Linked DNA regions of Sus scrofa: regions 2 and 3 are each linked to region 1. The links are chromatin contacts, called in public Hi-C and promoter capture Hi-C maps. All regions are on one chromosome and are shown on one strand. The core of a region is the stretch at or near the end of the contact, and the rest is flanking DNA. Distances in the headings are between cores, read along the strand shown. Region 1 holds the start of BRPF3 (bromodomain and PHD finger-containing protein 3). Region 2 holds the start of SLC26A8 (testis anion transporter 1). Region 3 holds the start of SRPK1 (SRSF protein kinase 1).

The links. Promoter capture Hi-C pulls out the DNA fragments that hold promoters and counts their contacts. Hi-C and Micro-C count contacts between places; a contact is called where the count stands out from the background.
Region 2: a contact with region 1 is called in a Hi-C map of skeletal muscle, with 12 times the contacts expected there. The contact joins the promoter of SLC26A8 here to the promoter of BRPF3 in region 1. A contact is called at or near these places in 1 of 5 promoter capture datasets (liver), 18 of 47 Hi-C or Micro-C datasets (alveolar macrophages, blood, embryonic fibroblasts and 11 more) and 2 of 2 datasets of contacts at active chromatin or transcription factors (alveolar macrophages and skeletal muscle).
Region 3: a contact with region 1 is called in a promoter capture Hi-C map of fetal liver, with 2.5 times the contacts expected there. The contact joins the promoter of SRPK1 here to the promoter of BRPF3 in region 1. A contact is called at or near these places in 2 of 5 promoter capture datasets (fetal liver and liver), 2 of 47 Hi-C or Micro-C datasets (heart right ventricle and liver) and 1 of 2 datasets of contacts at active chromatin or transcription factors (alveolar macrophages).

Annotation. Positions count from the first base shown.
Region 1 is chr7:31,923,928-31,928,493 of Sscrofa11.1, reverse strand. BRPF3 (bromodomain and PHD finger-containing protein 3) reads right to left here and starts at 2,181. Exons shown (of 13, transcript XM_021098638.1): 1 at 1,950-2,181. It overlaps LOC110261741 (atherin-like), which reads left to right. Exons shown (of 5, transcript XM_021100034.1): 2 at 1,330-1,388; 3 at 1,539-1,835; 4 at 1,897-3,349. The coding sequence ends at 2,538.
Region 2 is chr7:31,788,322-31,793,197 of Sscrofa11.1, reverse strand. It overlaps SLC26A8 (testis anion transporter 1), which reads left to right and starts at 1,578. Exons shown (of 21, transcript XM_003356617.4): 1 at 1,578-2,017; 2 at 4,249-4,570. The coding sequence starts at 1,595. It overlaps MAPK14 (mitogen-activated protein kinase 14), which reads right to left and starts at 1,800. Exons shown (of 12, transcript XM_003356615.4): 1 at 1,037-1,800. The coding sequence starts at 1,152.
Region 3 is chr7:31,698,780-31,703,109 of Sscrofa11.1, reverse strand. It overlaps SRPK1 (SRSF protein kinase 1), which reads left to right and starts at 1,805. Exons shown (of 16, transcript NM_001144113.1): 1 at 1,805-2,145; 2 at 2,674-2,734. The coding sequence starts at 2,133.

The DNA of each region.
Region 1 (4,566 bases), core at 932-3,431:
CAAGGTAACCGGGGAAATACCTGGGGTAAGCTCTCAGTGCATTCTATTATCTCAAAAGTCCCTCTCTCGCAAAATACCGTCTACCCTTGTGCAATGAAAAGAAAGCCCTAAATGTTTCCCACATCATTCTCTGGGATGGAGGGAGCTGTGGTAGGCAGTTATTGAGGCCATCAGTACAAGGAAAGACCTTTGGGGATATGGTGCCTTGAGGTATGGGCAGAGACTTGTAAGGATATAAACAGAAGTTATTTCAAGTAGAAAAACAGAACTTGTCACCCTGGTTGCAGGATCTACCATCTTTACCCATAAAGTGGAGATGGTGATGATAATTTAGCACACTTTTATAAACTACGAAGCCCTTTTACTTGTAATATTTCTCAGCTACCTTGGAAGGTAGAATATCCTCATCTCCATTTTACAGATGAAGAAACAAAGGCTCACAAAAGTGTCACTCCACCCAAAGCTGGTTAAGTCGTAAAGCTACAGCTCAAGCCCAAATCTTGTGATCTGCTCAGCTCATCTCACCAAGATGTAAAAACACCACAGAGATGCCATGGTCTGGTACAAAAAGAAGCCTGGGGGCAATCTAGGTTCTAATCTTGGCCCTGGGTAACTGGAGAAAGTCACTCGATCTCCGGTGCCCCCATACTCTAATCAGTAAAATGAAATTAATGAAATCTGTCTTTAAGCGTTCCTATTTGTTAATGAGCTATTATTAACATCCTTACTTAAAAGGCCTTCCAATCCCAAAGTGAGACTACCAACAACCAATTTGGCTGAGGCACAGTGGCAGGCGGGCACAATCCTATTCATAACCAAAGGAAAGAGAATCATCACGGCAATTCTGAACAGGTTCCAGGGACCCTTGGCCACTACGCGCCTCATAAATGCAAACTCCATAGGGGCAGTCCGGGCCAAGAGACCTGCCCCCACCCCTTCAAGGGCACGGAGACCCTTGCAGAGCTGTGAAAAGCTACCTCAGTAGTTGAGGGAGGCGACGTGCCCCCTCCTTTGTTAAAGCCACTGTGTGTTCTCCCTCCCTCCCGGCTGCCTCCCAGGCAGTTCAGCCATCTCTCAGGCAAGCATCAAGTACCTACAGAGACCTCTGCTGTCCCATTCAAGTCTCTGAGGGGCAAACTCTAGAGGGGGAAGGGCTGCTGCTGAGGAAAATGAGATGAGTTTCGCCCGCAAAGAGCTTACAATCTAGTTTTTTGGCGGGAGTTTCTAATCCCACGCAGCCCTTCCCACATACACAACTCCAAAAATTTCCCACACCACCGGAGGTCTTCTCCGCATCCCCTGAGCCCCCCACTCGCCCACCCCACCCAGGTCCGGAAAGAATTATTATCGTCCCCCACTGCACCCTACACGAGATATTCAGGAGACAAGTGAGGACCCCTCCCAAGGCTCCTGCCCTTTTAAAGAAGCACCTCTTCCAGAAAAATCTCGACCCTTCTGAGGAGAAAGGAGGGAAATAACATCGAGGAGGGGGCGAGCGCGCCAGCGACAGACTGACGCGGAGTCCGACCCTCACACAGAGAAAGCGAGCCCCTGAGAACGAGCGGGGCACAGAAGCGAGCACCCATTGGCCGCCTCACCTGCCCGTCAGGAGAAACCGGGGCGCCAAGGGACGCTCAGAGGGTGGAACTCCCCTCTGGCTCGACCAATTGGAGAGCGTGGTGGGGGCGGGGCTCGGTGGCTCAGCTTCCAGGGCCGGGGGGAAAACAAGATGGCGGCTGCGGGAGGGGGTCCTTGCTTTTCAGCTCCCCCCCTCGCTCGCCTTCTCCTTCCCCGCCGCCGCCTTGGCTCTAGGAAACAGCTTTCGCACCGCCCCCGCCCAGCTCGGGAAGCCCCTCGCTTCCCTCCCCCACCCTGCGCAGTCCCCGGTCCCCGTAGGCCCCTCTGCCCTCGGCCCCCGCTCCGTCTGGTCCCGCTGCCGCCCCCATTACCTCAGCCGCTGGCCCGGCCCCACCGTTCGGGGGCCCCTGGGCGCGGGCGGGCCGGCAGTCGAGCAGTCGGTTCGGCCGGGGGAGCGAAGCGCGGCCTCCTCCCGCGCTAGCCTCGGCGGCCACTGACGTGCCCCCTCCCGGCCCGCGCTGGGGCCCCAGCCCAGCCGCCGCCGCCGCTCCCGGGGGAGGAGGGGGAATGAAGCCGCCGTCGCCGCCGCTGCCGCCACGGAGCCCGGCCGAGGGGAGGGAGGGATCAGCCCCCAGGCAGGATCCGCCCCTCCGGCCTCCCCCACCCCCCCGCCACCTCCACCCCTTCCCTCGCTCCCTCCCTGGCTCCGCGGGCTCTCCCGCTGAACAGGAGCGAGAGCGCGAAAGAGGGGGGGAAACGGGGGGAAAAAATCCCCCCGCCCGTGCCCGGCGCGGCGGCAGCCGGGGCTGCGCGGAGAGGAGCGCGGAGCCGCTGCCGCCACAGGGCACTGTCCCCTGCTCGGCCTCACGGTGGCGGTGCGGACGCGGTAGGGGCGCGGAGCAAAGAAGGATCTGCCCCGGCTTACCCCGGCCCAGCTCGCCGCGGGGCAAGCCGGGCTAGAGAGCTGGAGGACGTTCAGGTCCTATTGGGAAAGACCGGGGTCCCTAACTCTTTAGAGTGATCAGCCGTCCCCTCCCCCAGCCCTGCGGGAGAGGCAGCCAAGGTTTAGGGCAACAAACCCCTCCCTGGGCTTGAGGGTCCCTCCAAAGGTTAAGCCAGGGCAGACATTGATGTCAAAACCGGTCTGCGTCTCGGGGTGCAGGTGCCTGTACTACTCCCAGAAAGTCGCGCCCCTCCCCCAACCCCCTTGCTGCAGTCGGGAGGACAAAGGTCTATCGATGTCCGTACCCTCCCCCAGGGAAGACAGCCGGGGAAGACCTGCCACTGTTGGGTACAGGTGAGCGCCTGCTTCCCCCAGAGACATCCTTCTTAAGAAACAGACCTGATGTTTCTCAGTGTCCCATCGTCTCCCTCCTGTGTTTAAAAAGAAAAAAACGTAAAAGTTTGACGGTCTGCTTAAGGACGTCTGGCACCTCGTTTGTAGACAAGGGAAACAGTCTCTCCTTAAGACTGATTTGGCTAGGAATCGGTTAACGCAAAAGCGGCTTTCTAATTGATATTTGACAAATGGCAGCTTCAGACTTTCAGATACAATCAGCTTGGCTTTTACTTTGGTAAATTTTAGAAAAGCGCTCCTTTGCCACCACCACCCACTTTGCCTATGAATTGGAACGTTTACCTCACATGACTGAAGTCTTAAGCACCAATATTTAACGATGTTCAGAAAGTATGTATGGACAGACTGCCTTAAAAGTGAAGATGAATGACATATTGAAAGCGTTTCCGCTGTCCGCGCTCCTAGTACAGCTTGGTAAGACTTTCACAATTTTTCTCTTGGTTCTGACAATCAAGAACATAGATTGTAGAGTCAGAGCAAGAAGGATAAAAGCTTAGGATTCAAGTCTTCCAAATGTTTAAACTGAACGAACTTTTGAGGTATAGATGTTTATGATCCTAAGGAATTTAAACATACTGTGTTTGGGGTTTGAAAGTTTGATAAAAGTAAGGAAGCTAATTTGTATTACAAAGATGTTTTCCTGATTATACCGTAGCACCTTTTGGCAAATTGATAGCAAAAATACTTCATTAACCAATTTTGTTTTAAAAAGGGAGTGAAAAAAAAAGAAAAGAAAAAGGTAGTGGCTTGTGGATCTAAGTAAGGGCAGGGCGGTGTTTGAAAACTGTGAAGATGAAATAGTATGAACTAACCGTCAAGTGTTTTAGGGCTAGGAGGAATAATCATTTGGAGGGAAGGTGTGGAAGAAAAGATGATTAATTGTGGAAGGGAAAGCCCCAGGGGCAATAGACTATTACAGTTGCTCTTAGTTAAGGGAAAAGGAAAAAGAAGACTAATGGAAAGAAGAACACTGAATTTCATTTCTTCTTTTAAAATGTGAAATAGAACCATTTCTACATATGACTAGTAACTTTTATTTCTTGATGGATGGTCTCAAAATTTATTTAGTACAATTCCCATTTGTGTGATTGGGAGCTATCTTTTTCCACTAAAATTGATGAATAAATACTTTGAAAAAATGTATTGGTTTCCACTTGTAACAGTAAGTAAAATAATGATTTAAAGGTGAATGAAAATGCATTGTTAACCTGATACATATGATTTCCAAGTTTTTCTATTCAGAACTTTAATAGAAGACCTTATTCAGCCTAAGTATTTTCTATTTTCAACTTCTACTTTCTTAGTGGCAACATTACAGTTGTCCTCACTTTTATTTTTGGCATTTGGAATTGGTTTCTGTTAGTGTAACTGCATGCATAACCAATTTACTATGATGTAATCTTAAATGTAAGGTGGGACAATTATATCATTAAAAACAAATTTCGAACATAGCTATCAAGAGTCCCAGAGGCACTAAATTTAATTCCCTTTAATCTTTTAGCTATTTTAGAGTTTAAATTACCAGCCCTTGGCCTTATCATTAAATTAAGTTCAACAAACAGAGGCATAGACTTTTGATTCCAAAAAGTAGTTTTTAAAAATCCTCTATTTCTAAGTGGAGACTGACTTAA
Region 2 (4,876 bases), core at 329-2,828, 130 kb after region 1:
GTGTCTCTTCCTTCTTTTGCGATACATTCCATATCCTTATGAAAACCGTGGTGTACCTCAGGCTGTAAGTGTAGATAAGTTCCCTGCAAACTCTCTAAGGGACTTAAAAAGCCCAGTATTTCACAAGAATTATCACAATTTAAAAATATTTAAAATACCTCCCAATATTGTTAGTAACTTTTTGATCTTAAGGGCGTCCAACGGATCTGAATCTCACTTGCTCCAAAGGCGAAAATTGTTTTGTCCAACAATACTTAAATGAGCAGTGGTATGTGACTAATCAGTGAAGCCGCCAGCTTCTCAAGCTGCAGGGTGTTTGCAGGCACTACCACCCACCCCCAACTCTGCGAAAAGGAAATACGCTTTCAACTGAATCGGAAACACACCACTCAAGTTGGCACCGTGCTCACCGCGATAAAGTCGGTATTTTAAGCTCTGTGGATAGCTGCTAATTCAAGTGCGAATTCAAAAAGAACGCTTCTCCAAATGGGATTTCGACAAAGGTTTGCAAAAAAAGCCGGGACGGTACGTCCTTCGTCCTCAGTTTTGTTCAGATGACCGCAGTCTCCCTGGCGAGCTTTGCCCTTCTGTTCCTCCCGGCAGCTCCCGGGCTTGTCTGATCCAAGGGCAAGCTACGGCGCCCACAGTGGGCGCCCCTCGGGAGAGCCCCTCTGTTCGATGACAGCAGGGAGACCGCCAAAGAGGGCCCCCCTGTTCCTGCCCCCAGAGCAGCAACCACCCCACCCCACCCCCGACAAGGGAACGCGCAGGGTGCGAGCCAGCGCCGGGCTCCCAACACCACCGGGTACTCACTGCGGACCTCGTCCTACACACAGCTGACTACCTACGCGGGTGTGCTGAGTGAGGGGTCCCAAGGGTACAGGGAGTCCAGGACAGGGATCAAAGGGGCAGGGATGGCTTCCCCCCAGGGAAAATTCCTGCCGCTTGGTGCATTGCTGAGCCGTGGGGGCAGGCCTGGCTCTGGGGCATGAAGGGCTACCCAGCCCACCAAGGCCCCAGGCCCAGTGACACTTACCACACGGAGCCATAGGCGCCGGAGCCCACCGGGGACAGGTTCTGGTAACGCTCGGGTACCTCCCAGATTGTCTTGTTCAGCTCCTGCCGGTAGAACGTGGGCCTCTCCTGAGACATCTTCCAGCGGCGGCCGCGGGGCGAGGAGGTGGCCCTGCGGGGCCCCGCCTGCGCCCGCACCCGCTCCTCGGACCTCGGCGTCCGCCGGACCCTGCGGGGACCTAGAGCTGGCCACCCGCGCAGGTGCGGCTGCCGCGACCCTGACAACTCCCGCGCGCGCGGCCCCTGTCAGCCGCAGCAGCTGGACGCGCCTCGGCGACTGGGGCGAGCCCTGCTATGGGCAGGGGCGCGCTCCAGGGCTCAAAGCTGCGCCCACCACACTCTCCCTGCACCCGCTTCAGTCCAGGCCGACTCCGGTTTGCGCCGCGGGACTACCGCTCCAGCTGCAGCGCCCGCAGAGGTTCCAGTGGTCGCCGTTCCAGAGCCAGCGAACAGAAGCCTCCTGCCTTACTCTCGCGAGAACAGCTCCCGGGACTCTCCGCGAGCCGAGATTTTACCCAATATGGAACCTGCCTGTGGGCGGGGGTTGCTGAGGGGAGAGGACGGGAGGAGCAATTCTCGCGAGAAGAGAGCAACAGCTGGTCACCAGAGGCAGGAACTCCCGGGAACTGCTCTTCTTGAGGGCGCGAAGGCGGACCCAGGCAAGAGGTGGTCAAGCGGCGAACATTTGCCGCGTGCGCCCCACCGTGGTCGGCGGGGCAAATGCCTAGTTCCCCGGTGGAAAGCGACAGTGACTAATAGGGTGTCGGGAAAGAGCCAAAGGATCTTTGAACTACCACAGCAGCCGAGCACCCGCTTAGCGGAACCTCCAATTTCCAAGAAATATTGCATAAAAAAGAGGTTCTGGCCAGAAAGCCGTTGCAGTCTCATCTGCTCAAGGACATATGGCTTACTCTTCGGAATTCTGACGAAATCTGCCCCAAAGGTAAATATTAGCCCTGCATTAAGTTTGAGGTTTTCCACCCAAACTCTACTAGTAGTTCTCAACTTTCTATGTGCGGAGGAATCACCTTGGGAGTTTAAAAATGAAGAGTCTATGGATCCACAACGAGTTTAATTGGATAGGTCCGCGATGGGCACCAGGAATGTGCCTTTTTACAATATGCCCCAAGTAATTCAGATAAGTCCCTGGTATCTCCGTTTGAAAAGAATTTTTAACACCATTACTCTGAAGGTTTGAAACTGACTCTTACCTTGAAGAGTTTTCCAGGGAAGAGGATTGTAAACATTTAAATCGTGCCTCTCAGAGTAAGAACAGTGCAGAGTGGTCTTCTGGCAGTGTCCGGTTAGGCAAGTCAATTGACCTTTCCTAGACTTTGGTTCCAGTTTATGCAAAAGAGAATTCCTGCCCTACATTCCCTACTTAAAGCTAAACACAATAATAAATGTGAATGGGCAGAGGATTATAATCCCATAACTTCCCCTACTGTTGGCCTATTCCTATGCTAAACCTTGTTACAATAAGCAGGAGAATTGGACCCTATCTATTCTTAGTCATTTCTTTTTAGAAATAACTGGGTTCAAGCCACTAACCATGATTATTCTCTTTTGTGTTATATGCATCCTTGGAGTGCTCAGACTTTGTCTGTCTTGCCCCAACATTTAGCACAGTGCCTAGAACGTAAAAGTTCCCCCATAAATATTTGTTGAATAAATTATGAATAATGACATGGTCTCAATTTAAGAAGCAGAGCAGGATCCTCAGTTCTCCTCAAGGAAAAATAAAACTAAGCCCAAAACCAGGGTCATGAGTGATTTGTAGAAAGCTTTCTTTGGATTCAACATGGTTTGGCTCAGGTTCTCTTGCCTGTGAAGACATGTTGCTTAAAAATGTTCCAAGCTTTCTAAGAAGTAATGCGAGTTGAAGGAGGAAATGAGAGCAAAAATGCAACTGTAAAGAAATGAAGGGTGGGAGTGGGGAACCAAGGTGATGCGTGCATGGGTACAAGGGAGGAAACGTGGGGGAAGTTGGCCTTTTAAGAAACTCATGTTTATATATTATACTGTCTCTGTTTGACATTTTTATTGTTGTATTTCTAGAGTCAAGCATTTACAAGAACTTTCATATATACCCTCCTGACAACTTCCATCTACCTTATTTTTGTTTTAATCAGGTCTCAAACTTTTTTTTTTTTTTTTCTTTTTGGCTGCCCTGGAACATATGGAGTTCCCTGACCAGATCCAGCTGCAGTTGTGACTTACACCGCAGCTGCAGCAAAACGAGATCCTTTAACCCACTGTGCCACTGGGGATGGAACCTGCGTCCTGGTTCTCCAGAGACACCACCCATCCTGTTGTGCCACAGCGGGAAATCTGAGAAACTCGTATATTTATTCAACAAATTGGAATGATGAGAGTGACCAAGAGAGTAAAGTTAAGAAATTCAGTCATTCAGCAAATACATTTTGAGTGCCTACTGGGTACCAGGCACTTCCGTTGGAAAGGTATTTATTTATTGAAGCCTTTTTTTTTTTTTTTTTTTTTTTTTAGGGCCGCACCCATGGCATATGAATGTTCCCAGGCTAGGGGGTGGAATCGAGCTACAGCTGTCATCCTACACAACAGCTCATGGCACCGCCAGATCCCCAACCCACTGAGTGAGGCCAGGGTTGGAACCCACATCCTCATGGATACTAGATTTGTTTCTGCTGAGCCACAGCTGGAACTCCTGGAAAGGTACTTAAAAAGCAGACAGTTGCCTACATGGAGCTTACAGTTAACAGCAGGGCAACCAGTCAATTATTCAACACAAATTTATTGAGCACTTTATCTACCTCATTGCTTTGTGCACTAATAATACAACAGTCAATGAAAGAGAGAAAAATCCTTGCCGTTATGGGGATGAGACAAATTACAAAAACGAGAAGTAAGGCAAATAATAAATATATTAGACATTAATCCATTAATACTGTAATCCAATTAATACGGTAAACTTGCACCTGGGCCAAGCAGGACTACAAGACAGAGTGAGAGACAGTGACAGGGACTGAGCTTCAGAAGGAGATTGAAGGTCCGGGGATGTGGGGCAGAGCAGGAAACCTGGGCTTTGAGTGGCCTTCAATAGGAGGAGCCAGGCTGGTGGGTCTGAAAGGTGGCGTTGGAGACCTCGGTGACCCTCTAGCCTCCCGTCTTCCCCCGAGTCTTCTGTCCCCACAGGGTCGTCGGGAGACTTTAGTGGATGACTTGGACGTGAAGTGCGGGCCGCGAGGCCTGGCCTCCAGCAGGCCTTCAGTCAAAAGTACTCAAGAGGTGCGGCTGGGTGACCCAGAGAAGGGGCCGGCGCGGCCCAGAGCCCCCGCTCCCCGCCCCCGGCTCAGCCGCCGGGGCCCCTTCCTCGGCCCCACTCCGGTCCCCCGCCCGCCCGAACGCCCGCGGGCTCCGCCGCAACGGCTCGGGAACCGCCGGCGTCCGCGTCCACAGCGTCGCCAGCCCGGCCGGAGCTGCGTCCGAGACCAGCGCCCGGCCCGGCGGGAGCCAGGTGAGCCGAGGAGCCGGCAGCCGCGCCCGGAGCCGCCCGGGGCGGGGGCTGCAGGTGGGGAGCGGCTCGGGCGGCGGCTGCGAGGCACCAGCCCCTGGTTACACTTGGAAGCCCCGGGGTGGAGCTGCAGCACGTCCCTCAGTCAGTGTTGGAGGAATGAATGAAGGACGGCGTTTCCGGGAGCCTCCCTCAGCTGTGCTCGCTCTACTTTTGAAAGGCAATGACCAGAGCTGGTTTGGCAGGCTGAATCTTTCCATGCTCCTGGGCCTGAGTTGTCAGAAGCCCCAGAGCTGGTCTGCTGCCCTA
Region 3 (4,330 bases), core at 556-3,055, 230 kb after region 1:
ATTATCTAAATTTCAAATTTGGCAAACCTACATTTCCAGCCTCACACTCCACTTCGTTCCTTCAGCCACTACCAGCCCCAGCCCCCGCCTATAAGTTTCTAAACCTGTGCCTTTTTGCTCAATTGATTTTCTCATTCAGGAATGCCTGACAACTTCTCCACCTTTGGAAATCCTACGCATTTCCCAAGATCCAACTCTAAAGATGCCTCCTCCCTGGTGGGTGTAATGATCTGCTTAGGGCAATAAAATCCCACCCAAGACCCCATGCTTGACTTACGAGACACTATTGTACTTTCATCTTCCTTTCTCAATTAATTACTTGTTTGTCTTCCCCACTAGAGTCTTTAAGGGCAAAGGTCTGCTGAGCTTTACAAAGGGGTTGGCAAACTAAGGCCTGAGCCAAGGATGGTTGAAATAGAGGAAAAAAGATCAACAGAAGAGGAGTTCCCGTCGTGGCGCAGTGGTTAACGAATCCGACTAGGAACCATGAGGTTGCGGGTTCGGTCCCTGCCCTTGCTCAGTGGATTAACGATCCGGCGTTGCCATGAGCTGTGGTGTAGGTTGCAGACGCGGCTCAGATCCTGCGTTGCTGTGGCTCTGGCATAGGCTGGTGGCTACAGCTCCTGTTTGACCCCTAGCCTGGGAACCTCCATATGCCGCGGGAGCGGCTCAAGAAATGCAAAAAAAAAAAAAAAAAAAAAAGATCAACAGAAGAATAGTTGATGATTCATGAAAATTACATGAAATTCAAATTTCAAGGATAATAAATAAGGTATTCGGAGAACACTGACAGCTTCTGAGTTCCACTTGCAGAGCTGAATTGCTAAGAAACTTTACGACCCACAAGCTTTAATATTTACTATATGGCCCCTTACAGAAAAACTTTGTTAATACTACTTTACAACAAGGATTTGATAATTCAATCAATGCTTCAGGACACCAAAATTCTGAGTACATATCGCCTCCAAGTTTTTGTTTCTACAGTGGAAGTAATAACTATCTTGCCTTTAAGCTGTCATGAACATCAAATGTATTATCAAAGATAATGCACTTAGAAAAGTATAAAAATATTCTTTAAAAAAAGACAAGTGCATTTATCTGTGGAAAGATGATGAAGTGCTAAATTAAGAAAACACTATAAGTTTTTATTCTCCCGCTTCCTTTAATACCTTCATTTAAACCTGAAATTTTAAAAGAAAACTCACTTTTCGACTTTTTTTTTTTTGATACGATAACATCACAGGTTCCTTCCAGTCTTTTTTTGTGTGTTGCTCCCACTTCCTTTTCTTTCTCCCATTTTTTTTCCCGTCTTTTCTAGGGCCACACCCACGGCATATGGAGGTTCCCAGGCTAGGGATAGGAACTGTAGCCGCCAGCCTACGCCACAGCCACAGCAACGCCAGATCCCAGCCGCATCTGCGACCTACACCACAGTTCAGGGCAACGCCGGATCCTTAACCCACTGAGCAAGGTCATGGATCTAACCGAAAGCTCATGGTTCCTAGGCGGATTCCTTAACCACTGAGCCACCTCGGGAACTCCAAAAAAATTTTTTTAATAAATTTTATTGGTGTATAGGCGACTTACAATGCTGTGTTAGTTTCAGGTGTACAGCAAAGTGAATCAGCCATACATGTACATATACACCCATTTTCTTAATATAGTATCTCATTTGGCCCTCAGAAGAACTCTCTGGACTAACTAGGACACACCTGGGACTATTCCATTTTACAGACCAGGAAACGGAGGCAGTTTACAGTTGGCTGCGGAGCTCTGACTCAGCACGCAGGGAACCCTCAATGGCCACGCTCTTCGCCATTCCTCAGAAGCAACCGCTCGAAAATAGAACAAAGCTGATCTTCCCAAGCTTCCAAGTTTGGTTCTCAAACACCCCGGGAACATTCACCCGAGGCGTTCTTTCCTCCCCTTCCTCCCCTATTCTCTACGCCCCCCCCCCCGTCTCGGGAGCAGGTGGTAGGCTCCGCGCTCAACGCGCAGGCGCGCGCCGTCGTGGGCGGGGGCGGGGCGGGAACTGGGGGGCGGGGTGTGCGCGGGCTTGGTTTGGGGCCGCGGCGGGAGCGGGAGTCACCGCCACTCCAGTGCGCAGGCGCCTGGCGGTTACCGGTCTCGCCATGGAGCGGAAAGGTGAGCGGTGGAGCGGCCTCCGCCACGAGGGGCAGCGGCCGCCGGGGCGAGGCCCGGGTCAACGCCGGGAATTTGGCCTAACCGCCGCCGTCCGGTCCCCGGGTGTGCGGCGGTCCTCCGCCGAGGTGGCGCCGCCCCGCAACCCCCGCCTTTGGGCTGCGGGTCCGCGCCCCTCAGCCCGGGCGTCCTTCCGCGCCGGCAGGCATCGCCCCTTGTTCCTTGCCCCGCCGGCCCACGCCTCGCGGCCACTCCAGGGCCCGGCCCTCGGCGACCGAGGCCGACCCCCGCCAGCCAGCCCCTTGACACGGCCCGAGCCCCCTCGGGCGCGCCTCGCCTGGACGCTTCTCTGCGCGGGGTGGGCCCCCAGCCCCCTGAGCGGCCGCCCGGCCGACTTCGCGGCACTCGCCCCGGAGCTGATCCTCAGGCAGGCCCCGCATCCGGGCCTCGAGCCCCAGCTGGGTCTCCACCCTTACCTTGGCCGCCTCCTTTCCTCCCCACTCGCCCTTCATCCATCCCTCTCTCCTGCAGTGCTTGCGCTCCAGGCCCGAAAGAAAAGGACCAAGGCCAAGAAGGACAAAGCCCAAAGGAAGTGAGTCTCGAACCCCAACGTCCCATTCTTTGGGTCCCCCCCCCTCCGGCACCTCTTCTCCTCCGGTTTCACGCCTTGAACATGCAGCGGGTGTGGGGACCCTGCGGCCCCAGCCACATGGCCTCGAGGCGGCTGAAGGAGGGTCGCCCCCCCCCCCAACCATGTGGAACGGAGCTTCTGTTGCTGAAGGCCAGGTCTGGGTCTGAGCAGCCCCACGCCTGCAGGAAAGGGCTTTTGGGGGAGGACCAGAGCCCGACCTGTCCATTTACCTTCCCAACGCCAGAGAGGAGGCCCAAGATCCCCGAATTTGGGCCTCCCCACGGAGGTGGTAGATCATTATCAGCTTGTGAACTCTGCTCCCTTTTCCACACCTGCTTCCCAGCGTCTTCACTTGCCTGCTACATCTGAGGTTAGGCAGTCAGGGAATTCGTGAATGAATGTTCCGTAATTTGGTCTGCTTTTTATAGGAGAGGGCATGGAGCTTCCCCTCGGGTCAGGCAACTTGCTGAGCCTGCCAGGCGCATCGCTTTCCTTGCCGAGTGCAGGCAGACCACTGGGTCTCTTCTTCCTGAACCTCAAGTCCTCGCCCTGAATGCACATACCTTCTGTAGTGGGCATCACAGAGGTGCCAGGGAGGTTCTTTAGTCAGCGCTGTTGGTGATTACGGTTTGGTGTATGTCCGTTTTTATCAGCAGGATGCATAATCGTGGTTTAGTGCTATTGTGGGAAACACAAAAGTTGGCCAGAGCTTCTTAGAAACGCCCAGTAGAGGGCTTCTGCAATTCTTCTTAGTCTGAAGAACTTTTATGTTGTACTCACGTTTAATTGCAGAGGGTTTTGGAAATTGTCTTCTAGAAAAATATGCATTTTTTTCCTGATAGCTTTTCATTCCATTTATTTGGATTTACATGGAGTACACCATCTAAGTCTTTCTGAGCAATAAAATTTATTTCACAGGCTTTCCTGGATTTCCTTTCTGAATGGCAATGCCAAATGGGTGTGTGTGTGTGTGTGTGTGTGTTGTGTGTGTGTGTGTGTGTGTGTGTTGTTTTTGGTGGCTACCTAATGTTTCCAGAGAGCAAAAATGACATAAATAGAGCTAAACTGGTAGGTGACCTCACCTCTTGCTTCATTTCTATGCAGTGTCTTATTAAACTTACTTTGTAAAGTGCTTGGTAACTTTAATGCATTTAAATGTGAGTTTATCTATATATGTTTGTGTACTTATTTGCTTCTTGATTATCCAGGTATGGATGATTCAAAAACCAGTTTTTACTCTCAGATTGGTTTAATGAAACAGCGAGGAGCTAACCTCATTCTTCTATGCATTGGAATTTAAATGTTACTCTGTGCATGTGTGTGCACCCCACTGGCAGGGCATGTGGTTACCTTCTTCCCTGTGGAGTTGATATGAATGTGTTATAAAACAATAGGTTTACTGCTGATGTAAGGAGCTGGTGATTTTTATTGTTCACTGTATCATTTAGAATTCATCTGTCTGATCTCTCTCCAGAGGAAATAAATATGTATGGGTGATCATATACTTTATTTTTAACACCAGATATTTATTACTTTGGATTATCTATTTAGACCATA